2 separate regions of the Mus musculus genome follow, and region 1 is linked to region 2. Evidence: chromatin contacts called from public HiChIP or PLAC-seq data. All regions are on one chromosome and are shown on one strand. Each heading gives the region's core, a stretch centred on a gene start, on an enhancer-like site or on the middle of the called end of the contact. The rest is flanking DNA. Distances are from core to core; before and after follow the strand shown.

The links. HiChIP or PLAC-seq counts read pairs in DNA pulled down with a chosen protein or histone mark.
Region 1: a BATF HiChIP or PLAC-seq map of CD8 T cells shows a contact between it and region 2, with 23 read pairs. The contact joins two enhancer-like sites. A contact is called at or near these places in 1 of 484 Hi-C or Micro-C datasets (CD8 T cells), 2 of 115 datasets of contacts at active chromatin or transcription factors (CD8 T cells and memory CD8 T cells) and 2 of 9 other capture datasets (adipose tissue and liver).

Annotation. Positions count from the first base shown.
Region 1 is chr13:113,167,327-113,172,333 of GRCm38.p6, reverse strand. It overlaps Gzmk (granzyme K), which reads left to right. Exons shown (of 5, transcript NM_008196.2): 5 at 299-704. The coding sequence ends at 460. Among named protein-coding and RNA genes, the nearest start is that of Gzmk, 11 kb to the left of the region's middle. Within about 2 kb of position 1,828, at least 40 of the 459 cell types and tissues checked have an H3K27ac peak or open chromatin away from gene starts, as enhancers often do. A contact at or near this core is called in CD8 T cells and memory CD8 T cells, where this site is marked.
Region 2 is chr13:113,084,154-113,089,544 of GRCm38.p6, reverse strand. The region is part of intron 11 of Cdc20b (cell division cycle 20B); the gene reads right to left. Among named protein-coding and RNA genes, the nearest start is that of Gzma, 14 kb to the left of the region's middle. Within about 2 kb of position 2,129, at least 11 of the 459 cell types and tissues checked have an H3K27ac peak or open chromatin away from gene starts, as enhancers often do. A contact at or near this core is called in CD8 T cells and memory CD8 T cells, where this site is marked.

The DNA.
Region 1 (5,007 bases), core at 579-3,078, 83 kb before region 2:
ATAGACAGAGGACAGACACTTACATGAGATTCTATTCTGAATAAAAGGCTATGGCTAGGTACTCTGAGTCACAAACAAAAACAAAACAAAACAAAACAAAACCCCACCAAACCCTAGCCCTAGCCCTAACCCTAGCCCTAGCCCTAACCCTAGCCCTAGCCCTAACCCTAACCCTAACCCTAACCCTAACCCTAACCCTAACCCTAACCCTAACTGTTAAAAACACTTGAAAATAACGATGGCTTTAGGAAACTATCTTCAGCTTGTCGCTAAGTATCTGCCCATTTTCCTTTTCCAGGGTGACTCTGGTGGCCCTTTGATCTGCAAAGGCATCTTCCATGCCCTAGTCTCTCAGGGCTATAAATGTGGCATCGCCAAAAAGCCTGGAATCTATACGCTATTAACTAAGAAATACCAGACCTGGATCAAAAGCAAGCTTGCCCCATCACGTGCACATTGAGATTGCACATTGAGATTTTCCTGGATCTGCCAGTCACTTGCTTCTTTTTCCAGGATGCGCTTGCAGACCTGGCGTCCTCTTCAGAGGCAGCTGGCTATAGGGAGGGCATGGAACAGCTGGGATGGATTTCTGTTTCTCAGAAATTCATTTAGTTAGGGAGCCATGCTCTTTTTTCACGTGTATTAATGATTTGTTTTTACTGTGTTCGTTCATCCTAAATAAAATGTGGACGTCTGTGTTTGTCTGCATGGATGTCAAGAAACATCTCCCTTGCCTCCATCCATACTCCTCAAGGGGCAATGAGGTATCCACACAAGGCAATAATGGTACCTCATCCAACCTTGTTTGTGTTAGGATTTCTGCCAAGTCATCTCAAGTTATTAGGGTGTTTTAAGTTATGGTAAGAGTTTTCAAGGTGCTTTTAATGTGTTAAGTGCTTTAAAAAAGACTTAGTTATCCAATAAAGTATCATCAACTATAGGTACTCATATACAATGGATCTTCAGGATTTATTCATCTTGGAAATTGAAATTTTATACTCCCATGAACTTGTGTGATTTTTTTAGATGTTAATAAAAGAGAATAAAGTAAGATAATAAAGATAAAAATTTTAATATACTCTGCCATATTTCCCATACTTCTACCGACTGTATTACTGTCTAAAACCATAAGATTATTTGTAATATAGATTGTATTGACCTTTTGCCCCCAAATTGTGTTTGAATAGACATAAATTGAGTCTGAAAGTCAGACGTAAAGGTAAATCAGCTAGCCAGGCACGATGACGCATGCCTAGAATCCCAGCACAGGCGGGCTTCAGCAAAAGTAGCTAGAGATTGAGGCCAGCTTGGACCCTCAAATAAAGATCATGTCTAAAAAATAAAATAATAGAAAATCAGTTGCTTCTGATAAATTAGAAAATCTAGAAGAAACTAAATAATATGTAACCTTCATAACATCTTATAATAAGACAGTTAGCCTCTGAGCCTACAAAACTCCCGTCTCGCCATGGTACTCAGATTGCAGTCAGACCATCAGTCTCTGCAGACCCGACTCTCCCAGGAGTTTATTGTTCACATCCAGACACAACTTCTTTTCAGGAATTCTTGTTCAGTCATCCAACTTGAAGTATGTCTTTCAATCAATCAGTCCAAGCTGACTACAACAGTTCACATGTGAGGTGGGGAGGGCAGTGCGATCAATCTGTCCCACGGCAAAGGATCCAGGTGTCTCCCAAAGTGCAGAATTTCCCAGAATGCTAAGATGCACTTCAGAAGACTTGTCAGCATGGTGTGTGCTGAGCACCAAGAACATCCTGAGTGAGCTCCCAGAGTCTTGAAATCTTCAGCCCTCAGTTTAAGCTTTAACAGTTTAACTTCCTGTTGAAAAAAACAAAAAAACAACAAAACCAACCAAACCCATTCAACTGCCAATTTCTTTGAGTCTTTTTGCTGAGTCATTTGTTACTTATTTGTGACTAAAGCTGTAGGCTTTGTTTTGTTTCATTTTGATTTCCTTTCTCCCTCAGAACCCTGGATTGTCTGGTACACAGGAAATGGAAGCTAATTCATTTTTTAAAAAGAATTTTTAATTTCAATTATGGGAGAGGGTGTGAGTTCCGGTGCCAAGTGTCAGGGCCTCCTAGAGCCACCGTTTACAGGTGGTTATGTGACACCCAACATGGTTTCTGGGAATAGAACTCAGGTGGTCTGCCTTCCCTCCTGCCCCCAGAGAATAGGAGAAACAGCTCACAAATATTCATATTGATACTAACATTAGTGTCTCACCCAAACAAAGGAAGTGGTCCATTTTAAGAAGGAAGGGGACTCATGTGTAATGAGTAGGGGACCGATTATGACCCCTATGGGGTAGGGATGGTTAGCAGATCTATGCGGGTCTCTTATGGCTGCCCAATTTCATCCTGCCTATGGGTTTTGATTTGGGGGAATTTTTTGTTGTATTGTGTTGTAGTGTGTTGTAGTGTGTGTGTGTGTGTGTGTGTGTGTGTGTGTGTGTGTGTGTGTGTGTGTGTGTGTGTGAATTTCCCATCATGCACCTAAATTCCACTCATCCCCCTGTCTCTCCATACCTGCTCTCTGCTCTTGCAACCTCCCCTCAAAGGAAAACAAGACAAACAAAAAACATCTTGCGTGGAAGCTTTGGTGTGTCACACACAGCTTTACTTGCAAATGTTCATTGCAATGAGTGATTTGTCTGGTTTAAGGCCTCTGGCTTCTGTAATGCTATCAATACTGAATCCTCTTCCCTGGTACTCCTCTTGGCTATCCTGTTGCAGCTTTGGCTTTGTAGAAGCAGCCCCTTCGTGCACTCCAGGAGTTCACAGATGGGATAGATGTTGGGGTAGGCCAACTCAATGCCCTGAATCTGGGCCTGGGTGGTGGCCTAGTTGGTCAGCCTGACAGCTGACAGTTGGTCGGTACCAGCACCACCAGGGCCAGCTCTTCCTCTCTGCTCAGGTGAGGGCAAGGTCCAGCTCTGGACAAGCCTCGGACATCAACACTGCCACCATGAAATAGCCCAGACCAGGGATGTTCACATGGCCTTTGGTGGTAACATGGACCACGGACATGGACACAAACCCCTGCTGCCTCAGGGCCACAGACCCAGGCAGGGTCCCTCCAGTAATAGCATGGGTCAGGACATCACCATGGCCTCTCCTATCTCTCCATCAGATACTTGTGCATCATAGTGGCACCTTGTGGCAGTGGGTATGACTCTGGATGTCTTCTGCCTGCCTCCACCTGCCTATGGTTTTATAACAGTAGTGGAATCCCAGATGTCTTTCTTCTCTGCAAAAGAGCACCAGTTAGTAAGGAGTTCTGGCTCTCAGGTCTGAGACCCTGTTTGCCTGGTAACAATCAGTTATAACTGTAAATTGGCCAACCCTGCTTGTCATTCACAAGGTCTCCCAGGGAAGGATCACATTCTTTTTTTCTGGTTTTAACCATACATGTCTGTGTAACAGCCTATTAGAGTCAGCATATGGGGTTTACGCCATGGCTTTTCCTTAGAACTTGGAGTATTCCCTACAGCCTGGATTAGAGTTAGCAAAAGCATTCTGAGGAGACACAGAATTCTGAAGCCTGCTAGAATATATTCAAAGGTTGCTGGGTCTCATTTGGATGAAGAAGAACAACCATGGGTACCAAATAAAAAGGAGGTAGGGCAGATTGAGGACCATAGCTGTCACCCAGGAAGGGAGTGTACACCTCCTGACTCATCTTTGGTTTTGCCTGGTTCTGTCACATGCTCACTGGTTACTTGGTTTTACCTGCTGTGGTGTTTCTGAGAGAACTCCGGTGAACATTTCCATCCCCTCGTTCATTGTCTCTCATCGCAAGTTAATGAACACCTTGCTTTGCTACACTGATGACGTCACTCCTGTGTCTGGGATCACTCCCATTTCTTGTTTAAAGCATTGATTTATTTGTGGGGAAGGGCACACGTGCTACAGTGCCTTATGTGTAGTCAGAGGACAGCTTGGGAGAGTACAGAGCCACCAGTATAGGCTCTTGGGAATCAAGTGCTAGCTGTCAGACTTGGCAGCAAGCCCCCTTCACGAGCAGAGCCGTGTCACTAACCCTGGAGTTTCATTTTGAGAGACGGTTTGACTTTTCATAGGCTGGGGACTGAAAATCGAGTTTCATTTCCTGCCTCAGTAAAGGTTAGGCCTTGAACTTTGGTCAATTCCCCAAGATTTACAAGCCCATGAGGCTTTTCAGCAGGCCAGCAGTCTGCCTGCCCTCTCCTAGGCACTTGCACGTGCCTGCTTTGGCAACAGGATTGCAACAGTACAAGCAGGGCCTTGGTTCATGCCCTGGGTAGCAGTGCATTGCTTTGCTTTGGTCTCTGCTGTGGCCTATCTCACTCACTCAGCACCACAGACACTGTTTCTTTATTCAACAGGCATCCCATCTTTTCCTGATAACACAACAACAACAACAACAACAATCTAATTAAATTTGAAGCCACAGATACACGATACATATGGCCAGAAGATGGCATTCAAGCCTCTCTTCCTGTCTGTAGTGGTCAATAAGATGTAAATGTCTGGAGCCTTTAGGAAGGGTTCTTTAAAGAGACATGACTCAGAAGAAAGCCAAGTCCTTGGACGACAGGGGTGATGGTTAGCCCTCCAGAAATAAAGATGAACCACAACTATGAAGCAAACTTAAAGCCAGATGCTTTTGACATCAAAGCAGAAAGGACCCTGATGACAAGTGACCCTCCATGCCAATGGACATCTTTCAATAAAACACTTAATCCTCTGATGTTTGGGAACTGCACACCAGTGCTTTATTGCTAGCTCTGGCTTTGTTTCCATGGATTCATTTCACCATGGTCAAACATGATCTGAATCTGTCAAAATGGAAAATTCTAGACACATATAATTCATAAGTTGTAAATTGCGTAAGGTAACATTCTGAGGAAAATGAGATCTCCATGCACAAGGCCTGACTCCTCCCTTCCTTGTGTATCTCCTCTGGGTTTTACCTGACTGTTAGACACAAGGCAGCCATGTCCAT
Region 2 (5,391 bases), core at 880-3,379:
ACAACACATGCACCAGTGCAAACCAGGCATGGGACTGGCCCTGTGAGTGTGGGTACATAAGTTAAGCTTACAGATGTGACATAGCTCCATAATTTATAAATGAATAAAATGATGCAGGAATAACAAACATCTCACACAAGGGCACACCACTCATGAACAGCAGAGCCAGAACTAGGGCCAGGTCAATGTTTTAATATTAGGCCAAACTCCACAGAAAATGTATATATAACTTTATATATAAAATGTATAGTTTATATATAGAACATAAAATATATAATCTATATGTGTGTGTATGTTTTATATGTGAATGCTTTAATATATGTTTTATATATGCATGTATATGTATATGTTTTACAAAGACATAGAACCAGAACTGGAGAGATGGCTCATCAGTCAAGAGCACCTATTATTCTTGTAGAGGATCTGAATTTGATTCTTGGCTCCCATGTCAGCCAGCTCACAACTGCCTATAATTCCAGTTCCCGGGGCTCTAACGCCTTCTTCTGGACTCTGAAGGCACCTACACTCACATATGACTATACTCACCCATATATACACAAAGTTTAAAACAAGTCTTCAAAAAATAAACAATAGGCTATAGAACCTTGCACCAAAGCTTTTCAATTATTCTAGCCTATTTCTTCTCATTTTAAAAGTCTAATTTTACTGATAGATTTCTGTTTATTTTAGAATACCCTACAGTATGTACAAGACTTATCTTTTTGTACAAATGGAAAGTTAAGTAACTTTAGAACTAGGAATTTTTTAGCTGGGGAAAATAGCATACTTGCCCAGCATATGCCAATCACTGGTTTGATCCCAAGTACAGCATGAAAGAAGAAAGGAACAGAGGAAGGGAGGAGAGGGTGGAGTAGGGAGGGAAGAAAGAAGAGGAGAAGAAAGACAGAAGGAAGGAAAAGAAAGAGAAAAGAAATCTGTGTGCATAATCAATTCACATATTTAACTTTAACAATTAATTTTAAAAGCTCACTCTACAATAAAGCCACAAGGAAGAAGCATAAAACAGTCTGTCTCTTGGGGCTAGAGAGATGGCTCAGCACCCCATGTAGTAGCTTACCACCCCTAGCTGCAGCCCCAGGAGAGCCAGCCGGTCTAGGCCCCCAGGGCACCTTCACCTGCAGGTACACATATCCACAGACACACGAGCATAACTAAAAATAAAGCCCTTTTATAGTGCATAGCCTTTTATTCTCTCACACTTCTCCAGGTATTTTTGCTACTATCTTTCTTCATGTCCTGGAGAGAAAGCTGTCTATAAAAAGGAATATTAAACAGTTGCAGTGTTAGATTCACACAGAAAATTGTCACATAGGGATCTCTCTTGCCAAAAAAGTTAAACATTCCCACTGATTCCCCTTCACAAAGTTGCAGGCACAAGAGTCTTTAAATGAGCACTGCTAACTTAAAGTGATGCTTTTCAATCCACCCTAAGGATAAAGTCTTTATTATATTCAATAGATAAAATGAGCGATTAAAAATGCCTTATATGCGTTAAAAGAAAAGAATAAAATGAAATAGCAAAGAGGGTAAATCCCAAATATTTCCCAAAGTGGGGGTTGAACCCTAGCTTGACTTAAACTGATGAGAAACTTTTAGAGAAATGACACAGGAGTGGGGAGCAGCATGCTCTCGAAGTCCCTCCCAAACACGTCAGTGACAGTCTTAACTCACGAGGAAGTGGGAAATGACACATTTACCCCAGACAAAGACACTCTTTTGAGGGGAGCTTGTGTTGTTGGGCGAGCCACAAGTTCTGTTTTCTGCATGAGTATGTACCATCAATGACACTACATATTGCTCCTTTGCCATGGATCAAAGACGCCACGTCAAAGGCAGGTCTCACCTGCGAGCAAGAAAGTCACCTACACCAGGTTGTCTTTTTCATATAATAAATTAATTTTTGAGAATTTTCTACAGTGTAATTTGATTACAGTCACCCCCACTCCTCTCAGATCCGATCTCACCTTCCCATTCACTCTCAAATTCCTGTCATTTTTTTTTAATATCTCACTAAGTCCAGTTTGTGTTGCCCCTATACTCATGAGAGTGGGGCCATCAACCACACCTTGGTCACCACACCTCGGTCACCACGCCCTTACAAAAACCAAACCCAGAGACTCTCCCGCCCCCAGAAGCCAAGCCTGTCAACTGTGTCTCCACCGCCTTGAGCCTGTGCAGATTCAATTCAGGCAGCCACAGCTGCTGTGAGCCCATGCACAGGGACCCTGTGTGACAGTTTCTGACCTCTGGCTCTTAAAACCTCCCAGCCCTGCTTCCTCAACGGTCCCTCCTACTCCTGTTGTTTGTTTGTTTATTTGATTTGTTTTTTGTTCTTGTGTCTGAATTGGTAAAATGTTTATACATTCTATTTTCTCTCATTTTATTTTTTTTATTGGATATTTTCTTTAGTTACATTTCAAGTGTTATGCCCTTTCCTGGTCCCCCTCCCACCAGAATCCCACTATCCCATCCCCCTTCCCCCTGCTCCTATAAGGATGTTCCCCCCACCCACCCACCCACCCATTCCCAGCTCCCTGCCTTGGCATTCCCCTACACTGAGGCATCGAGCCTTCATAGGACCAAGGGCCCCTCCTCCCACTGATGCCCAACAAAGCCATCCTCTGCTACGTATGCAGAGGGGGCCATGGGTCCTTCCATGTGTGCTCTTTGGTTGGTGATTTAAAGCTTAAAAATTACCATTCCATTGTGGATGGGAACAAGAATAAGTTGTCTGTCTTCTGTTGTTAGGGGTAGGACCTTTTAAACTAATGTTTCTCCCCAAGGAATTAACAGTATGATTCATAGGGTAAGCCTTGGTAAAGGTGTGGCTCTCATCTAGAACAGCCTTTCTTTCAAATGTTTTGACATACTATCAAAATTAGTGTTATATAGCAACATTATACCTAGCCATTTACACATAATTTATAGTAGGTTATATAGAAAAGAGTATGTCTACAATAAAAGTTTCACAAAATCACATTTATTTTTCCATCTGTCTCATCTCTATAGGGTATTCAATTCTACTATGCTATTTCATGTTTTTGGGTTTTGGTGGTGGTCGGTTGGGTTGGTTGGTTGGTTGGTTGGTTGGTTGGGTTGGTTGGTTGGGTTGGCTGGTTGGTTGGTTGATTGGTTGGGTTGGCTGGTTGGTTGGTTGAGAAGGTTTAATGAAGATTTACAACTTTGTAAGGCATTTAAAAAAATTACAAATGCAGAGATCATAAGAGCCAGAAGGCAGAAGGGCTGTGAAATGCTGACATGTGAGCACAGTTCACCCAAAATAGTCCAGACCCCGTAGCAGCCACGAGAGCTTGCAACAAGCCTGTGCAAGACAGAACCATCAATAGTCAGTCACAGATGAGGCAGATGCTTATGAAGCCCACCCTTCTCTGCTGAACTACTGGCTATCAGTGGATTCTGGGGCAGTCATTGTCTTCAACTGTGCACCCACCAAGAGGCTTACCAGTGTCCAAGGAGTACTTCCAAACCCAACTTCATGTAAACAATCCTGGTTAAACACAGTGAGTCTTAAAACAAAAAGGCATGAATGTGGGGCTGGAGCAGTGGCCCCCTGGTTAAGAGCACTGGCTGCTCTTACAGAGTTTAGTCTCCAGCACCCACAGGGCAGCTCACAACCATCCAGTTCCAGGGGATCTGACATGCTCTTCTGATCTCCAGAGGGCATGTGCATGATGCGTATACATACAGGCAGGCAAAACACTCTTGCACATAAAATAAAAATAGATAAATAAATCATCCGAGGTGGTAGGGAGAACACCTTTAATTCCAGCACTTAAGAGGCAGAATTCCGTGAGTCTCGGGACAGCCATAGGTACACAGAGAAACACTGCCTTGAAAATAAATAAATAAATAAATAAATAAATAAATAGATCTTTACACACACACACACACACACACACATACACACACCATGGATGTGAGAAGGAAATGGAGGGAAGCAGGGATAATAGCAGTAAGAAGGGATTTAGAGATGGTCAGGGCTACCACAATCCAGTACACTTTGCATATGTATACATGTATGAAACTGTTAAAGAATAAACTCAATAAATATTTTTTAAAAGGGTTGTCTGAGTGGCTGAAGATGTGGCTTCATGGTAGAGTGTTTGCCCATAACAGAGACAGGACAGTGTGGAGAAAATGAACAGGAACATATTGGTTCCCTAGTTCCTACAGATCAGAAAGAGTGAGACCACTGAGGAACAGAGAGGTGTCCTGGGGCTGTCTGGAGCTACGCCACAGACAGCAAGTCTGTATGACAGGAAACTGTGTGAGAGAAACCCTCCCCCCAAAAAAGTCATGGTATTAGCGCGACCTAGCTTTATACATACTAGTTTTATATATACTAGATTTCCGTATGTCTCCTCACACAAAAGCATAGGTTTCAAGGGAAACAATGTCACCTATGTATTCTCTACATTCCCATAAACATAAGATAAATAAAAGATGCACAAAAATAAAGGGTGAGCACATAAGTTCCTGGGATCAATCGGCAGGCAGGGCCAAGTGGAGAGCGGGAAACAGGAACTCTATCAGAAGCACAAGCTGTTGATAAGCTCCCTCTGCAGCCTCCTCAGCCAGCATTTTCATCTTATCGCCAGGGCGGGGTAGAAGGAGATACAACAACTCCTTTATCATTCCAGAAGGTTCTGAGGACAGAAGTGGGTTCTCCTTCCTCGCCATGAATCTTTGTGTCAAGAAAGATCCCAATAAGAGTTTGTAGAACTAAATTGAGAGAGAATAGCAGTCTGGCTTCTTAGGGCATGGCTCCATGACAGGACACCAGGGTCTGATTCCCAGCAACAACTACAGAAGGAAGGAAGGAAAGAAAGAAGGGAGGGAGGGAGGGAGGGAGGGAGGATAGAGGGACAGAGGGACAGAGGGACAGAGGGACCGACAGACAGAGGGAGAAGTAGTGTGACATGAAGCCAACTAGAGCTGGATCCTCAGCAGAGCCAGGAAGTCTATCTGATGGGGAAGGGGTGTGGGTTGACAAACAGAATTCTCAGCTCTCCAAAGAAAGGTTTGGTATTAGCCCTAACTAACTAACTAACTAACTAACTATATATATATATATATATATATATTTTTTTTTTTTTTTAACAGAGGATGCCTCCTGCTTCTTGGTGGTTTCATAGCACTGTCTAATATTCCGGCTCTCCTTCACACTGCTAGATTCTCTTCAAAATAATCCATGATGCTAAATCTGGAAAAACTGCCAAAGATTGCTGCTGCCTAAAGCACACACATATCCAAGGAAGAGGAACCTGGACACTTTTAAGAGTTAGACAAGAACGATCAAGTTTAGAAACATTTACCTCTGTGTTCTGAGATGGGGGTGTGTGAGGATTT